2 separate regions of the Mus musculus genome follow, and region 1 is linked to region 2. Evidence: chromatin contacts called from public Hi-C data. All regions are on one chromosome and are shown on one strand. The core of a region is the stretch at or near the end of the contact, and the rest is flanking DNA. Distances in the headings are between cores, read along the strand shown. Region 1 overlaps Mreg (melanoregulin). Region 2 overlaps Fn1 (fibronectin 1).

The links. A called contact is a pair of places that touch in the nucleus more often than the background predicts.
Region 1: a Hi-C map of liver shows a contact between it and region 2, with 2.5 times the contacts expected there. The contact joins two enhancer-like sites. A contact is called at or near these places in 1 of 484 Hi-C or Micro-C datasets (liver), 11 of 115 datasets of contacts at active chromatin or transcription factors (embryonic stem cells, hepatocytes, liver and 1 more) and 2 of 9 other capture datasets (embryonic stem cells and liver).

What each region holds. Positions count from the first base shown.
Region 1 is chr1:72,172,050-72,174,749 of GRCm38.p6, reverse strand. All of the region lies in intron 2 of Mreg (melanoregulin), which reads left to right. Among named protein-coding and RNA genes, the nearest start is that of Mreg, 39 kb to the left of the region's middle. Within about 2 kb of position 1,284, at least 36 of the 459 cell types and tissues checked have an H3K27ac peak or open chromatin away from gene starts, as enhancers often do. A contact at or near this core is called in embryonic stem cells, hepatocytes and liver, where this site is marked.
Region 2 is chr1:71,634,391-71,637,185 of GRCm38.p6, reverse strand. The region is part of intron 12 of Fn1 (fibronectin 1); the gene reads left to right. Among named protein-coding and RNA genes, the nearest start is that of Fn1, 17 kb to the left of the region's middle. Within about 2 kb of position 1,350, at least 13 of the 459 cell types and tissues checked have an H3K27ac peak or open chromatin away from gene starts, as enhancers often do. A contact at or near this core is called in embryonic stem cells, hepatocytes and liver, where this site is marked.

The DNA of each region.
Region 1 (2,700 bases), core at 35-2,534, 540 kb before region 2:
AGAGAGAGAGAGGAAGAGAGATGAAGTTGGGTGGGTAGGGAGATAAGGGAGGACCTGAGGGAGGGGAAAGAATATGATCAAAATATATTCTATGAAAAATTTAAATTCAAATTTAAAAATCCATAATCTTTAATTTCCAGCCATGTTAAAATGTACTCCAGTTTAGATTACTGTGATATCGCCTTTCCCCTTATACTTCTGGGATTTTTCAATCCTCTGGAATTGCCTTAAGGACTTCGTTTAGTTAATGAGAACCTGCCCAGTTGATAAGGAGGCAGGCAGGTGACTGACAGGACAGACAAAGGTCTACAGAACTAGAGGGGGCTGTGTCTCCAGGATTAACCGGCTTGCAGTTGGGTTGATAAGTAGACCGCACCTGTCTGTGCCAGCAGGTAATGATCAGCAGGTGTTATAGCAGAGAGCTCCCGGGTGAAACCTGGACTGTCACTGCGTAAGTGGCTGTTTTTCCTTGAGGCCTATATCGACACATCCTTCTTCATTCAGACTTAGTTAAGAGTAAACCCTAAATACCCAAGACCATATGCAAACAGCACACCATTTTATACAAGGGACATGAGCATCTTCAGATGCTGACATCTGACAACATGAAGTACACAATTTAAATATATCCTCCAGTATACTTCACATTACCCCGAATTGTGGCACCTCGTAAAATATAAGTAGCTGCCCACAGTCCGCCCACACATTTAAATTTGGCTGAGGTCTTTGAGGTGGTCTATATCATGACACATTCTAGGTGTATGAAGTGTGACGTGGCCATTTCTGCCTTGCTAGAAATACTAAGTCTCCCTGTGAGCAGGACCTTGTCTTATTATCTTTTGCCTTTGGTGACAGCAGTAGATTGTCATCTTTCCTTCAGCAGCTGGAGCCCCAGAACTCTGAGGTAGTTAGGCATACTTGTGACTCACAGAAAACACTGCTTCCTCTGGCAGCATCGGTGACATCACATTCTGGGTTGTAACCCCTGATGAGGCCCGAGACGCAGCCGCCCTCCCATCCCATTCCCCCACCCCCACCCCCAGACACAAGGAGCTAGCCCTGTACTGACTAGCAGTCCCTTCCCAGGGCTTTGACAGAATACTTGGGCAGTGGTAAGAGCTAAGAGCTACCTTTTGGCTTCATCTGATTAAAAGCAGATAAGGAATTAGGTCAGAGTCCTTGGACTCTAGTGCAGTCTGTTTGCAGAACTCTAAGGGAGAGAGATAACAGAGCAGAAATAAACAAGGGGGTGGGAAAAGCACTGCTCTGCATTTGCCTTTGACCTTTCGAGGTCAACACCCCGCTTCTGGACTGAGGCAGATGAACAGTGGAGCCGAGGTGGCACCCAGGGCAGATGTGCCATTCCAAGGTGCTCCAAGGCAGGAACCCCAGGGTGGTATTCGGGTCTGGTTGGCATGTATACAGTCTGCCCCCAAAGTTTTCCTTTATTCATCTTCGAAAGGTTGGCATCATTTTAGGTGGACCTCAGAGCCTGCTGGTACAGCAGCAACCTAGGGCTAATGGCGTCATGAATGCCTGTAAAATCTGATGTTGTGTGACTTTTCCTGGGGAGATGGTAAATAAATGTTTGTTTATTCACCCCAGATAAAGAGCGACCAGTGTAGGGATTCTGTCCAAGTCCAGGACCGATGAGTTTATTGGGGTTAATTACGGGAGATGGGCGACTCACCACTAGGAAACCACACCCGAGTCCATTGTCTTCTTCTGACCTGGTCACAGTTGGAATCTAAGGGAGCCTTCTGAGTGAGTCCCGTGAGGCTCCTGAGCCTGTCCCCGCCCTCCAGGAGGAATGTTCACAGGCTTGATGTCCTGTGGGATATTGTAGGTGCTCAGCTGCCAGGTAGTGGTGGTGATTTCCAACCTGGAGGAAACAGATCTATTATATTACACCGTTTCCCTTGGCAGGTAGATGGGTTTTTATTTATAAATTATTAATAACTATTTATAAATATATTGACTAGCTGATTGGAGTGTGTGTGTGTGTGTGTGTGTGTGTGTGTACACATGTACACACACATGCCATGGTGCATGGAGACCAGAGGACATTTCTCAGGAGTTCTACTTCTATGTACATTCTAGAGAATGGACTCAGACCATTAGGCTCAGTGGCAAATACCGGCTTGACCACGCGGCTTGACCATCTCTCTCAAGCAGATAGTTCTAGAAGATCAGTAGGGAGGACCCAAGTGTTACAGATCCAGGCCCATTTTTGCCCACCACATAGGATGTCAGACATTGAAACAAATGAGCGTTTTGTTTGTTTCTTAGATAGATTCTTACAATTAGTCTCAGTGCCTGGAACTCACTGTGTAGACCAGGCTGATCTTACACAAAAGCAATCACTCTGTCTCTTCCTTTTCCATGCCGGGATTATAGGTCTTCACCACCGTGCCTGGATTAAAAAGATGAGCTCCAACCCCCTCTCTTTTTCTATTTTGTTTGTCATGTAGTCCTGGTTGTCCTGTAATTCGCTCTGTAAAACCAGGCCGGCCTCACTCGAACTCAGAGATCTGCCCGCCTCTGCCTCTTAAGTGCTGGAATTAAAGACGTGCGCTTGTTGAAATGATGGATTTTTCAGAATAGGAAGAGTTTACTCATGAGGGAGCCAAGTGTGTGGGGTCAGGAGAGCAGGCCTCAGCCATTCCTCTTCTGGGATATGGTTTAGGGTGTTTATGGCTA
Region 2 (2,795 bases), core at 101-2,600:
GGGGGCCTTGCTCTGTCCCATCCCTTTTCATATTACTGTCTAATAGTTAATTGCATTTTTGTCTTAAATTGTTTTATTTCACCCTTCATCAGGGAAAAATCACCAAAGACTATGAAAAAGTGCATGCTACAATTTTGCATTTTACACAGTTGAGGACTCCATTAGGTGAAAACATTTCAGTTCATTTTATCTCAGTCCTGTGTGTGTGTGTGTGTGTATCTGTGCTTGTGCAAACACATGTGTGGATGTGTGTATGTATGTGCACATGCATGCGTGTGCATGTGTGTACATGTGTGAGTGAGTGTGTGTGCCTGTGTTTGTGAGTGTACATGTGTGTGCACATGCGCATACATGGGCATGCATGCTTGCATTCGTGCATGTGTATGTGTGTGTGTTCAAGTAGAGCCATAAAGTAACTCAGACTGGAAGTGAAAGAGTTTTACATTCTGTTTCTTAAAGAGAAGTCACATCGACAGAAGGCAAGAAGTACAGTATGAGGCATAAATTTGTTTCCTGCCATCTTAAGCCCTTCTTTGTGTCAGATTTCATTTGTTTAGTGAGATGTAATGTGGAACAAAATCTGGAGCCAAGAAACTTGGTCAACTCCACCCACACCGTTCGAATACCTTAAAATATTTATTGTGGTTTTGTTGTTGATATTTATTGCTAGGTTCTCATTGTTTTGTTTGGTTGTTGTTTGTTCTCCCATAGAGACATCATGCCTAGCCATAGGCATTAATTCATTTTGGGGAAAACATTTAAAATTCACACGTTGATTATGAGTGCCATTTCAGCAGACTCCTAGATTTCCGTTAATGATTTATTTATTTATCTGTATGTGTGTGGAGAGGGCACTGGGTCACAGCACATACGTGAAGGTCAGAGTGGACTTTGAAGTTCTTTCTTCACACACGATTCTTTATGTGGGGATCAGACTCAGGTCTACAGGCTTGTGGGAGGCGAGCACCTTACCCTGAGCCATCTTGCTGGCCCAAATTTAAGACATGAAATACCACCTGTATTCAGAAACAAAAAGATTTGGGGTGGGGGGAGATAATCCACAAGAATACAAAATATTATAATAATAAATTAACTCCATAAGTATTAAGATTAAATACTAAGATTAAACTAATCTTCCTAAGAGTGTCCCAAAGTGAACGATGAGAGCCCAAGGCAGTGTGAGTCCTCGCTCTGACTGTGCTGTGAGAGAGATACTAGTTAACTTCTCCTGTGGACAAAGGGAGACTTGCTAACCACCTTTAAAATTGCTTCCAGTCCTTCACTAACAGTCAGAGACCCAGAGCACCCGTCCACCACTCATGCAATCATGTTTTGTTTGTTTTTCAATGACAGGGTTTCACTGTGTAACTCTGGCTACTTTGTGGACCAGGCTGGCCTCAGACTCATAGAGATCCACCTGCCTCTTCCTCCCAAGTGCTGGGATTAGAGTTGCATGCCTCCCATATCCAGAATACGCTCATTGTTTTTATGTGCTGGGGACATCCTCCTCCGCTCAGCCCTTAGACATTGTCAGGGTAGGATAGGTGATTGCTTCCGCAACTATGTAGCTCAGAGCAGCCTGCATTTTTGCTGGACTTTGGTTTAAGAGTGAGTTACTTGCCGGGCGTGGTGGCGCATGCCTTTAATTCCAGCACTTAGGAGGCAGAGGCAGGCGGATTTCTGAGTTCAAGGCCAGCCTAGTCTACAAAGTGAGTTCCAGGACAGCCAGGGCTATAACAAAGGAACCCTGTCTCGAAAAACAAAACAAAACAAAACAAAACAAAACAAAACCAAGAGTGAGTTACTTAACATTTTTAAAAATTGAATCCAGTTGCTTTGTTTTGCTTTTTGAGTCTCATCTAGCCCTGGGTGGCCTCAAACTTACTATGTAGCCAATGATGACCTTGAACTTCTGACCATGCCTCCTGTCTCTTGTTTCCAAAAGGCTGGGGTCACAGGTGTGCACATTACACCTGGTCAACTTAATATAGTTTAAAAATCTGATTACAAATGAGCCATAAATTCAGAAAACACATATTTAGGAGGATTGGATTTTCCAATGATACAAGCCAAGAATAGAAGTTTATTTTTGTGTTCACAGTCAGTTTTTGCAGGGCAATTTTTGAAATTTATTTTCTTTTAAGACCTTTTCTTTTAAAAATAAGTCTATTCACATATATCTTGCTGCAAGCATTGAGGGTAGATCTGCTGATGGACAGGAAGAGTCACCTAGCGGGAGTTTTACCTGTTGACTTTGTTCCCTGTTTCTAAAAAGGGCAATGTCAAAAACCCATTGAACACAGAAGAGATTTCAGGGCAAGCGGATGAGTGTTTGACCCTAGATAGCAGGCTCAGTGTTTATCTCAATGGAGGCTTTGCTCAAGGGCTCATGCCTAGCCTTTGAGGCTCCGATGGCTGAAAGACCGTGTCTGAGCCTTGCCCTGTTTGTTCTTCCTACTAGGTTGGTAGAGATGTTCAAACTAACAAAAGGTAGCAGGAATTTGGTTTGTCAATAAGCAACCAGGAAAGCACAGCTCTCAGCAAATTAGGTAGAGAAAGAACCTTTCGGGTCAAAAAAAATCATGAATGTTTAACTTCTCCAGGGTCACTATTATCGGAAATCACTCTTTCTGACCTTACTGTCAACTGATTTTGAAAGTGTATAATGTGGCACCCTACAAGTGAAGATCTCACAGTGGGCATTGCTATTAGAAGTGTAAAAGGTCCAGGGAGGTGGATGGTCGGGATCACACAACTAGCCAGCATCAAAGGGGATATAAAAACACTTCAATTTA